2 separate regions of the Mus musculus genome follow, and region 1 is linked to region 2. A link is a contact called in public promoter capture Hi-C data. All regions are on one chromosome and are shown on one strand. The core of a region is the stretch at or near the end of the contact, and the rest is flanking DNA. Distances in the headings are between cores, read along the strand shown. Region 1 has its middle 23 kb from the start of Slc16a11. Region 2 holds the start of Ybx2 (Y box protein 2).

What was found. Promoter capture Hi-C pulls out the DNA fragments that hold promoters and counts their contacts.
Region 1: a contact with region 2 is called in a promoter capture Hi-C map of macrophages, with 5 read pairs. The contact joins the enhancer-like site here to the promoter of Ybx2 in region 2. A contact is called at or near these places in 29 of 39 promoter capture datasets (the 3T3-L1 cell line, 3T3-L1-derived adipocytes, the C10 cell line and 17 more), 2 of 15 datasets of contacts at CTCF or cohesin (the NIH/3T3 cell line and embryonic stem cells), 42 of 484 Hi-C or Micro-C datasets (3T3-L1-derived adipocytes, the AML12 cell line, B cells and 22 more), 12 of 115 datasets of contacts at active chromatin or transcription factors (the SCID.adh cell line, astrocytes, bone marrow-derived dendritic cells and 8 more) and 2 of 9 other capture datasets (liver and macrophages).

What each region holds. Positions count from the first base shown.
Region 1 is chr11:70,187,739-70,193,845 of GRCm38.p6, forward strand. No RefSeq gene overlaps it. Among named protein-coding and RNA genes, the nearest start is that of Slc16a11, 23 kb to the right of the region's middle. Within about 2 kb of position 4,578, at least 50 of the 459 cell types and tissues checked have an H3K27ac peak or open chromatin away from gene starts, as enhancers often do. A contact at or near this core is called in the C2C12 cell line, CD8 T cells, the NIH/3T3 cell line and 3 more, where this site is marked.
Region 2 is chr11:69,931,047-69,937,239 of GRCm38.p6, forward strand. It overlaps Ybx2 (Y box protein 2), which reads left to right and starts at 4,853. Exons shown (of 9, transcript NM_016875.3): 1 at 4,853-5,202; 2 at 5,851-5,914. The coding sequence starts at 4,929.

The sequences.
Region 1 (6,107 bases), core at 3,328-5,827, 260 kb after region 2:
GGCCAACCTGATCTACAGAGTGAGTTCCAGGACAGCCAGGGCAACACAGAGAAACCCTGTCTCAAGAAACCAGGAAACAAACAAACAAACAAGCAGCATTAATCATTTTTAGCTGCTCCTGCAGAGGGCATGGGTTTGTTTGCAAGCACTAAACGGTGGCTAAGCCACCATTGTAACAACTGTGTGTACATCCAGCCTCTGCACGTACGCAACACACACATGCACAATTTAGAACAAATCTATTCTTAAAAATCTCCTGACAAAAAGCAACAGAGATCTGCATGTCTATCTCCTAAACACTGGGATTAAAAGTGGTCCACTAAGCCTGGATTTCAGTTTTTCTTCACCTGGAACTTGCTCTGTGCTAGACTGGCCTTGAACTCAGAGATCTGCTTATCTTTGCCTTCTGGGATTAAAGGCTAGTATCTAAACGTAGTTGGTGGGATCTTGCCCCAAGGTCACCACTCCCTTAATTCAATTTAATATCTGAGAACACAGGATTCAGCTCCATCTCACTTCCTGGTGCCCCTTTAATACTTGAACCATATAATTTATATTTTCCCTTCCTCGGCTTGCTATGCTAGCTTAAAATGCTCTTCATGAGACTCAACCAGAAAACAAAATCTATGAAGGTTGTTTCTGAGACGTTGTCAATACAATTAACCCGAGTCTCTTCAGCTTAGCCTCAGGCAGACTCTTTTTTTTTTTTTTCTTTCTTTTTTTTTTTTTTTTGGTTTTTAACTCACTTTGTAGACCAGGCTGGCCTTGAACTCAGAAATCTGCCTGCCTCTGCCTCCTGAGTGCTGGGATTAAAGGTGTGAGCCACCACGCCCAGCTCTCAGGCACACTCTTAAGACAAGGGCAATAAAAAAAAAAAAAGTAATCACATTCTTCACCAAAATACCACAAAACAGCCTTTAGGTCATGCATTGAAATTCTCCACTGAAACCTCTTGGGCCAGGTTCTTAGAATTTAAATCACTCTCAGTGACAAAGTCTTCCTTATGCCTACTAGGATAACCCATTAAGTCCCATTTAAAGTAATCCACTGCTTTCCAAATCCAAAGTCCCAAAATCCACATTCCTCCAAACAAAGGCAATGGTCAGGCCTATCACAGCAATACCCTGTTGGTCCCTGGTACCAACTTCTGTCTTAGTTAGGGTTTTGCTGCTATAAACAGATAACTGTGACCAATGAAAATCTTATAAAGGACAACATTTAATTGGGGCTGCCTCACAGGTTCAGAGGTTCAGTTCATTATCATCAAGGCGGGAGCATGGCAGTGCCCACGCAGGTATGGTGCAGGCAGAGCTGAGAGTTCTACATCTTCATCTGAAGGCTCCTAGGAGAAGACTGGCTTCCAGGCAGCTAGGATGAGGGTCTTAAAGCACCCACAGTGATATACCTACTCCAACAGGGTCACACCTTCTAAAAGCACCACTCCCTGGGCCGAGAATATTCAAACCATTACAACCAGTTTCATGGCAGGCACTGGGCATTGGGCCTTGTGCCTCCTGCTTCTCCCCAATGATGAGAATCCATTCACATCTTATAGTCAGGGCTCACATAGGTTCTGAGGAAAGGAATGACACGGGTTAACAGAATCTGAAGGAAATGTATGAATCATTTCAGTAGAAAGGAAGACAAGTCACTCGCTCTGGTGCCACCGGAATTCTTAGGCTTTGAAATGTCGGAATGAGTCATAACTGGTCATGTTTTATAAGTTAAAAAGCACTTCAATTGTGTATTATTCACAGGGTGCATGATTACTTCACGGGGGTGGACAGAAACAATTTATCGCCATTTGACAGACCGGTTGCTGAATAAGAGAGGAAGGCCATTAAACAAAACACAGCAAGTGGTGAGCAACGCCCCGCCCCGCGCGCATGCGCGCAAGATCAGTTTTCTACAGGGTGATTTGCACTGACCGTGGCAAGCTAGCCATTCGTTATGCTTTGGATACTGCTCAAATGTGGTCCCTCAGGGCTCAGGCGTTGGGGGCTTGGGCCCTGAGGTGGGATGACATTTAAGGGGCAATGTCAAGCAGGCGGTAGGTAGGCCATTGAAAGCTCTGGATTCACAAAGAACTAATGCTGTTATGAGACAGTGAGTTGGTTCCTACGGGAGTGGGCGTTAGAAAAGAGCAAGCCTGACCTTTGCATCTCTCTGGTTTCCTGTATCGTCACCACGTGATTGCTCTCGCACGCGATCACACCACCCTGCGCTCATCTGTCACGGATCCTTCTGGAAAACGCAGCCAGTAGCAGCCCTTTGCCCTTCAGCCTCTAAAGCCATGAGCTAAGTAGGACTCTTGAATTTATAAAATTCCCTGGCTCATATACCTTTTAAAGCAAAAGAAAATGGATGGATTCACTCTCTCTTTAGAACACTAAGGGATAGCTACAACCATTAACATCAGCCGAGTCTAAAGAGTACACACATACCCTAAACATACCTAAGCATGGAGAACTGAAACTAAGAATGGAGAGAGAATGTTTCAGAAAGTCACATAGGACACATATAAACTAAGTAGCTTTTAACCTTGGTTAAAAAAAAATTGTAATCATATCTGTTGCAAAAAATCAAAACCCCCTAAAACCCATTGTTTCTTTGTATCAGCAAAGCTCAGCAAAGAGGCTGAGCTCTCCTCCTCTTTTTCTTCCTTCCTTCTTTCCTTCCTTCCTTCCTTCCTTCCTTCCTTCCTTCCTTCCTTCCTTCCTTCCTTCCTTTTTCTTTTCAAGACAGGGTTTCTTTGTGCAGCCCTGGCTATCCTGGAACTCACTCTGTAGACCAGGCTGTCCTTGAACTCAGAAATCTGCCTGCCTCTGCCTACCAAGTGCTGGGATTAAAGGCGTGCGCCACCATGCCCCGAGCTCTCCTCCTCTTGAGGCTCTGCTGACTGCAATGAGACCACAAGAACAGAAGTGATCTCTTTGCCCTTTGGCTACCTCTGTTCATCTCAAAAACATTTCCTGTTCCGCCTCACTGCTATGGAGTCCACACTGAGGTCTTAATCCAATTCTCAGTATAGGTTGGAATCCTTCCCTTTTGTTTTCGCTGTCCTCTGCCACCACACACACAGCAGGATTTTCCTTTTCTTAATTATTTAATTTTGTGCACCTGAACATTTTGCCTGTAGGTGTGTGTACTGTGTGCATGCCGGTGACTGCGGAGATCAGAAATCCCTGGAACTGAGGTTGCAATGAGCCTTCATGTAGATTCTGGGAATTAGATCTGGGTCTTCTGCAAGAGCAGCAAGGGCTCTAAACCACGGAGCCATCTCTCTTCTTTAAAGGTCATGTCATGTCCATCACTCTTACCAAAGTCAGAGGGAAAGCCAGGCATGGTGGTGGTGCACTTCTTTAATCCCAGCTCTCAGGAGGCAGAGGCAAGAGGATCTCTGAATTAGAGGCCAGCTTGGTCTATATTATGAGCTCCAGGACAGCCAGGACTACATAAAGAGACCCCATCTCAGGAAAAAAAAAAGGGGGGGGGTGGCAAAGAAAAATTACGTTTCATACAGTCTGAGTTTTCCTATTTGATGCTCACACTAGCTTCCGTGCCTGGAGTTGGAAGCCGGTTCTCCCGACTTTGTAACAGCCAGACCATGCCTTTTATGAATGTCAGCATAGGAAGCAATGAGTCACACTCTGGATCTTCCATTTAGAACCAGAGGAGGCCCCACTCCTCTAAGCAGAAGTGATCCACTGCACGCATGCTCACAGCCCTCTCCTTGGCTACCATGGGCATGTGGCCCCACTAGTCCACCAGAGCGAGCCTGCTCACCTTTTTGACAATGACCTCTAGCTCACATTTTCAAGTTTTATTCTATTTACTTATATAATGTGTTTATTTTTATTCTCTCTAAAATTCAAGTCACTAAATTCCACGTGGGCCTCATTCTGCCACTTCTTATTGCTGATTTGTCTTGCCTAGTCTTGTGTGTGTTGTGTGTGTGTGTGTATGGAGAGACAGAGAGAGAGAGTCAGAGACAGAGACACAGAGACAGAGACACAGAGAGAGCATTGTGCGTTTCTGAGCTGTAAACGCTTGGTTCTAGAAATCTGTCTCTTTAAAAGTTGTCAAGAAAGCTTTGATGGAATCTTCCTCCAGAGAGGGCTCATGCTTGCTTCAGCCGGTGCCTGGGACCTGTCCAATCTGGCAGGACCTTACTATAGATGCTCTGCCATGGGTATCTGGGATCTCAGATGTGTCAGATGGGTGGGCCCTGATCTGATTTGGAGTGGGCATTTCCAGTTATGTAGTCACTGCTGTTGCTGCTGCTGCTGCTGTTGCTGTTTTTTGAGATAGTTTCTCTATGTTACCCTGGCTGGCCTGGAACTTATGTGGACCCAGGTGGCCTCAAATTCACTGAGATCCACCTACCACTCCGTCTCCCAAGCGCTGGGGTTAAAGCACGTGTCTCCACACCCGGCACTAGTTCTGAATTTTTATGATATGGCTTGTCTTTCTCTGCCCAGTGGTGGGGATAAGGCAAACAGGTTTCTTTTGCCCACTCTGTAGTCATTTCTGAACTTTCTATCATCAGCCAGCCTCCATCTTGTCTTTCATAAGCCACATGGGAATGCCCTTGGCTCCACTGTGTTCGTGGGCTCTTATGCCCCAGCCTCTGTGGCTTGTGATTCATGCTTTAGACAAAAAAAAAAAAAAAAAAAAAAAAAAAAATCCCACTGCTTTCTTTATAGCTGAGTTGCTAACTTAAACGGCACTTTTCTTTCTTTTTAACCTACCTTAGGTAGTTCTGCAGTAGGAGGGTTCCAAGAAAGTTAGTTGTCCTGTTGTTAGCATAGGGAATTAAAGGTACTGTTTTACGCGTACAGGGCTTGTATTCAGCCATCTTGTAAAATTTTATTAATTCTGCTATTTTATACTATATATATATATATATATATATAGATTAGTTTATGTACCTTATATTTTTATATTTCCTAGGTGTGTAGTCTATAATTATGTATTTTTATACTTACTAGAATTTCTAGAAATTGTTGATGAATAGAAGGTATGTGGAGCATCGTGCTTATTTTTTATTTAAGTTCAGTAGATTTGGTAATTTCTTCTTTTTAAGGAAATTACCTCTATTGATTTAACAAATTTCCTAATAGACCTAGTTTAGTTAGTTCTATTCTTTCTTACTAAAAAATTTCCTTAAAAATTCATTATTTTATTTTATGCGTGTGTCTTGCCTGCATGTATATCTATGGATCACACATGTGTAGTGCCCATGGAGGCAGACGAGGCCGCAGATCCCCTGGCACTGAGCTGGAGTTACAGATGATTATGAGCTGTGAGGTGGGTGCTGGGACTGAACTTGTGTCCTTCCCAAGAGCAACCAGCAGTCTTAGCCACTGCATTCTCTCTCCAGCCCCTTGTTCTTTTAATCAGACCATGGCTGCTGAAACCCATTCAGCACCTCAGAATTTATTGGTTTGGCGCTACATCTAATTTTAAAACAAGTCTTGCTGTTTATCCTTCAACTCCGGTCCTAACTATCAAGGCTGAAGCTGAGGGTACTGGAGGGGGAACCCCAAGGATGACCAGTGTTAATATGATGAAGGATTCTGAGTTGCTGGTTAAGGAATTAGGACTCTGTACTAAGGGCAGAACTGACTACTGAAAAACTCACTTTGTGGCAGTAAAGAGTTTGGACTGTAGAGTCCGGCTGGAGGCCAAGAGACCATTGGGAATGTGGCTGTTGTTGTCTAGGCCAGGAAGAGACACATTATGGTTGCTACATTGTTGCCCATTTCCTGCCTCTGAGGTCAGGTTCTTCCTAATACAACAGTTACTTAAGACTCTGGATGTGTGTGTGTCGGGAGAGGGCAGAGTTGGTCATTTATTATCAGAGAAAACAAATCACGTTAATAATAACAAAAGTCCAGGCATGGTGCCACCTGCTTTTGATCTATCACTGAAAAGCCAGAGGCAGATGGATCTGAGTTCCAGACCAGTCAGGCAAGGAAACAGACGGCCAGGAATGTGCTCTTCTCAGGCCGTCTTTCTTTTCAGCTTCTCTGTGTGTCCTTTCAGGTCCCAGTGGGCAGTTCATACGTGACTCAGCCAAAGTCTGTCTGTCTGTCTGTCTGTCT
Region 2 (6,193 bases), core at 3,603-6,102:
CTTCTAGTATGGTGTGGAATGAATTTCTATTATGTATTACTATAGTTAGAAATATGGGGCACAGGTCCCAAGAAAGAGGAAGTTAAGTAGGGGCATCAGATGTAACAGATGGGAGGAAGTGGAGGTGGGTAGAGAAAGGGGAAGGCCTTGGCAGACTGCTCACAGTTCCAGGGAAGGCAGCTAAGAAGTGAGTGGGACGGAGGGAGGGAGTGGAAGAGGAAATGACAGAGGTCAAGGTATGTGCCAATCCAGCCCCTGAGACAGGAGATTGCAGCCATTGAAAGAGAGGAAAGAGAGCCTGGGAGGGTAGGTCGAGCATGCCTTTATCCCCAGAATTTGGGAGGCAGGGTTAGAAGGAGCTCCACCAGATGAAGACTAGCGTGAGTCCTGGATACTGAGTCCCAGGCCAAGAAGAAGAGCTACATAGCAAGATGCCATCTTAGCTGTTCTTCTCCCACCAGGGGAGAAGGATGAGAGGGAAAACCATTTAGGCAACAAAAGGCAGGTTGGAAAGGAAGGTCGCTGGAAGTTTGTGCTATGAGGGCACGGAAGTGACGCCAGCTTCTTCTTCTTCTTCTTTTTTTTTTTCTTTTTTGGTTTTTTGAGACAGGGTTTCTCTGTGTAGCCCTGGCTGTCCTGGAACTCACTCTGTAGACCAGGCTGGCCTGGAACTCAGAAATCCGCCTGCCTCTGCCTCCCGAGTGCTGGGATTAAAGGTGTGCTCAACCAATGCCCGGCCCAACTTCTTAATCACTGAAATATTTTAAATAAATGCCACCAAGCTTCCCCTGTGCTTTGCTAAGCCTTGGCATCCAGAGGAGAGTGTTCTAAACGTGAGGCTCTGAGGAACGACCAGGAGTGGGTGTTTGTGGTCAGGTGCTGGGAACCTAATTCAGTGAGAGGGGGAGAGAGGGGGACTTTAGCTTGTCTCGGCGTCTTTTGGAGATGGGGAGGACTCGGGATGAAAGACACAGGTTTGAGAGCCATCAGAAAGTGGGTGCTTGGAGCCAGTAAGCTGGCTTGTCAGGTCAGGGCATTTACTGCAAAGCTGACCACCTGAGTCTTTCCCACAGGACCCACGAGGTGGAAGGAACGAGCTGATTCCTGAAAGTCACCATCTGATCTCTGCATGTACTCTGGCATGTGTTCCTCCAGGAAGCGAGTGTAATTTAGAAAAAGAACTGCAGCAAGGGCATGGTGGAGCATGGGAGGCTGAGGCAGGTAGATCTCTGTGAGTTCAAAGCCGGCAAGGTCTTAGTCCAGGGTAGCCAGGGCTCTGTTACACAGAGACAGCCTGCCTCAAAAGACCAAGAATAAAATAAAATAAAATAAAATAAAATAAAATTGCATTTTGCCTGCCAAGTATGCAAGTGCATTACCTGCTTGCAGGGCCTGAGGACATCAATAGAGGGCGACAGATCCCCTGGGACCTGAGTTAGATGCTTATGGGCTACCATGTGGATGCTGCAAACCAAATCCATGGGATTTTGTTGTTGTTGTTGTTGTCGTTTTGTTTTAACAAGAGCAGCAAGCACTCTTAAACACTGAGCCATCTCTTCAGTCTCTAATAAATGTGATTTTGGGGGGGGTGGGGGGGTGGGCAGGGTCTTTCCGTATAACCCTGGTTTTCCTAGAACTCACTATGTATACCAGCCTGGCCTCAAACTCCCAGAAATCCATTTGCTTGTGCCTTTTGAATGCTGGGCTTGAAGGTGTGTGCCACTAAGCCTAGCCAATAAATATGAAGAAAGTCATCAGCAGAGCCAGAGACTAAATACGACGACAAACAAGAGATGGGAGAGCACAGCTAGGCCTGACGACACTAGAGATGTGAGACTGGGGGAGAACAAGCTGAATGGGCAGGGAGCTTGGGTTGTGGAAGGGGTAAGTGTTGGGAAAGTCTAGGAACTCACTCAGTACCTGAGGCAGGAAGGTCAAGAGGTCAAGTTCTACCTAGATTTCAGAAAGAGTTAAAGGCCAACTTGAGCAGCTTAATGAGACTCAGTCTTCAGAAGAAAAAAAAAATATAAAAAATGGGCAGGAAAGTTCGGGTATATAGCTCAGTGGGACAGTTAGCCAGGAAGAAAAAAAGTCATCCACAAATATCTTAGGTGGAAAAAAAAAAGAGCCTCTGCTTCATAGTAGCACATATCTTTAATCTAGGCACTCAAGAAACAGAAGCAGGTGGTTCAAGGCCAGCCTGGTCTCCAGAGAGAGATCTTATCTCAAAACAACCAAACTGAAAAACCAGTTAAACAGTTTGAGAGGCTGGGTTATAGCTCAACGGTAGAGTGTTTGTCTAACATGTGCAAAGCCCAGCGCCACAACCCATTTTTTAAAAAGATTTATTTATTTATTTAATATATGTGAGGAATCACTGTGTTCAGACACACCAGAAGAGGGCATCGGCTCCCATTACAGATGGTTGTGAGCCATCACATGTGGTTGCTGGGAATTAAACTCAGGGCCTTTGAAAGAGCAGTCAGTTCTCTTAACCACTAAGCTATCTCTTCAGCCCACCACAACTCATTTTTATTTTATTAAAAATAGTTGCCGGGCATGGTGGCGCATGCCTTTAATCCCAGCACTTGGTAGGCAAAGGCAGGCGGATTTCTGAGTTCTGGCCTCGAACTCAGAAATCCGCCTGCCTCTGCTTCCCAAGGGCTGGAATTAAAGGCGCGCGCACCACTGCCCGGCAGACTTATTTATTATTATACATAAGTACACTGTAGCTGTCTTCAGACACACCAGAAGAGGGCGTCAGATCTCATTATGGGTGGTTTTATGGGTGGTTGTGAGCCACCATGTGGTTGCTGGGATATGAACTCAGGACCTTTGGAAGAGCAGTCAGTGCTCCTACCCACTGAGCCATCTCACCAGCCCCCAGTTTCTTAATCTTAATACAAAAAGGGCTCACCTCCGCTTGTGGGCTTCCTCTCGTTCTCCCACTCATTATTCAGCCCACATCTGAACTCCTCCGTACCTTTGACACCTTTCTGAGTCTTCTGTTACAGCAGTGAGATTGCTTTCCTCAACTAGGATCTCTCTCTTTTCGGGGTCAGGGTTAGAGTTAGAAGCTTTAACAGTATAAGGAAGCGGTCATTTCTGCGCACCTACTGCCTCCCTGGAGACTTGGTTCTTTTCTTGTCTCTTCTCTTTTTGTATTCACTCTGCCTGATGCCCTAAAAATTCCAATCCTCAGCTCTTAAAGGACCAGAGGGGTGCGGTGGGCAAGTTTGCTGTTGAAATTATGACTAGGTGGACCCCAGGAGAGGCCAGCAGAGGGCGCGCTGGGACAGGGAGAGAGATCATACGGGGCTATCCGCGTAGCGGGCACCGCCAGAGCTCACTTGGGGAGCGCGGACAAACTCAGCGGCTCACTCGTGCTACTCCCAGTGGGATAAATATGATCTCTGTTTAGTGTCGCCCATGTCCTCTCATGTGAAGGAGGCGGCCCTCGGAAAGAGTGACTTAGAGCCGTCTGCAGATTGGGAACCAACACTTATTCTGATCGGTGATGCGTTGTTCCAGGTGCTGAGACAAAAGAGTTACTGCTGTGGCGTTTACTGCCTAATGTGTGTTCAGAACATTAAAGGAAATAAAGGGTCAAAACCATTTCATATTTTTTAAAAAGTCACGATAAGATAGGTTAGTTGATACTTGAAGAGACACTCCTCCCACCCCCGGCCACGAGACGCAAAGATAGCAAGTTTTAAGCAAACAGCTTATACAAAGCTGGTCCTGCAATCCTGAACCTAAGAAAATCTGAAGTACTTGATGGGAGACACCAGAACTGCGGCAAGAGGGTCAGGAGGCCAGAGAAGGCTTAAAAGGACTTTCCTGGAGCAAAAATAACGAACTTTAGTTTGTTTAACACATGAGCTCTACCTGGCCTCAACTAGTGAATCTTCCTTCCTTGGCTTTCAGAGTGCTGGAATTACAGGTGCTATCTACCATACATAACCTATAAAGAAGGTATCTTAGGGTGTTGGCTACATGTATGGATATTTTATTAAAACTAAGAAAAGAGCTGCGCTTTGTTCTAAATCTGTAAATGTTGCTTTGTTTCTTTTTTTCTCATTTCTTGAGACATTGCCTCTCAGTGTAGCCCAAACTGTCCTGGAACTCACTATATGATCCAAGCTGACTTCGAACTCAGTAAGGCTGCACTGGGGAGGCGAAAGCAAGAGGATCAGGAGCTCAAGGCCAGGCTGTGCTACACAGACCTTGTTTCAAAACATAAAAACGAGAGGTTTCTGCTTGTGACAGCCACTGTGCCTGCCCTGGAGTGTGCGTGGACGTTCTGTGTGGGAAGGTACCCAGGGCGGTAGTGGGTGGAGAGTTCGGGCACCGACCGTCTGAAGAGTGGAGGTCAGCGGGCCCCCCTCACTGCAGAACCGCGGCTGCCGGCCGCTACCCCCACCCGGGTCGTCAGGGGCAACCTTGGAGGCTCGCCCCGGCCCCGCCTTGCGCACAGAAACCAGGTGGCCGTTGAGGCGCCACCAGCCGGTTTGATTTCCCGCGGCCGGTGGAAAGGGGCGGAGGGGGAGGGGAAATGAGCCATTAGCCAATGGGCTGGGCCGAGGGCATCACGTGGCGGCGGGGAGGTGGGGCTCAGGTGTACTTACGGAGTTGCGGGAGGGGGCCGCAGCTTTAGAGCGGAGTCCGGGAGGCGGGGCTGGCGTGCGGGCCTGGGGGGCTGCGCGGCTACGATTGGCCGGCGGCCGGGAGGCGGGACCTGAGCGCGCCGCTTCAGCCGACTGCGATTGGCCTCGGCTCAGGGCCCGCGGCAGGCGTGCGGGCGAGGCTCGGGGCGCGAGGACCGAGCCGGGTGGCCGGTCCGCGAGCCGGGGGGAGGGGCCGGGGTGGTGGTGGTGGCAGCGGCGGAGGAGGCGGTGGCGGCGGGGGCCGGTACTGGACCCGGCGGGATGAGCGAGGCGGAGGCGTCAGTGGTGGCGACAGCGGCCCCCGCGGCGACGGTGCCCGCGACGGCGGCGGGGGTGGTAGCGGTGGTGGTACCGGTGCCCGCGGGAGAGCCGCAGAAAGCAGGCGGCGGGGCGGGCGGCGGGGGCGGAGCCGCCTCTGGCCCCGCTGCTGGGACCCCCTCAGCGCCCGGCCCTCGCACCCCTGGCAACCAGGCGACGGCGGCCTCGGGGACTCCCGCGCCCCCGGCCCGGAGTCAGGCGGACAAGCCGGTGCTGGGTGAGGGGGGGGCACGCGCTAGGGCGGCTCTCAGGGTCGGCGGGCTGGGGGAGGGGCAGCGGGGTCTGGAAAGCCGAAGGTAGGCCTGGCCCGAAGGACTAATCATAACTAGTCCCGGAGCTGCCGAATAAACTATTAGTGGATTCCGCTGGAGGGAAATCTTGCCGCACCTTCATGAGCCGGAGGGCGGGGCAGGCAGGTTCAGCTAAGGCTTTGGGTAGGAAAATAAAAACCTCCGGGTCTGGCCACACCCCTGTTTGCGGGATACTTGGTGTAGTTGACTCCGGTTCTTGTTAGGTAAACCTCTGAGCTTGGGAGGCAGGTGGATGGGGTCTCTTAAATTTAGGAGGGCTAGAACGGCTGTTGAGTTTTGACCCTGAGGGTGGACCAGGTGAGTACCCGGTTCTAGGTGAAAGACCTGAACTCCGTAGGATGTGAGGAACGTGGGTTTGAGAGCCTGAAACCCCCCTGTGTGTTTTTCCACTTAGAAAGAGGGTTAAGAGTACTTTGACACTTCCAGCGAAGTCTGGTTGACTCGCAGCTTATTAGGGAGGCAGGTTAGGTTTTAGCTTAGTTTTCTCTCAAAACTCAGCCCAACTCCCGTCTCTTCCCCCATCTTACTATCCCCACTGCATCTCTGCCTGGCAGCAATCCAAGTCCTGGGCACAGTCAAATGGTTCAACGTCCGGAATGGTTACGGATTCATCAACAGGTATCCGAGGAACCCAGGGAGGGGGAGGAACGGGTGTCTTTTTCCGAACTGACCTGTGGGATTGGACACCTTATTTCATCTCTACCCCTGCCAAGGCACATGGTTGTGATGTCCAGCTGAGGCTAGTTGAAAGTCTTTAACCACAACACAAATGTATGCTTACTGGCAAGGAGAGGCTGCACCCACATCTTCAAGGGCAGCAGAGGCTTAATGATCCAGGAACTTGGCAAACCTGCCCCTGACCTTCCCAGCTCTTCTGTCTCACCTTCTGGAGTTGCT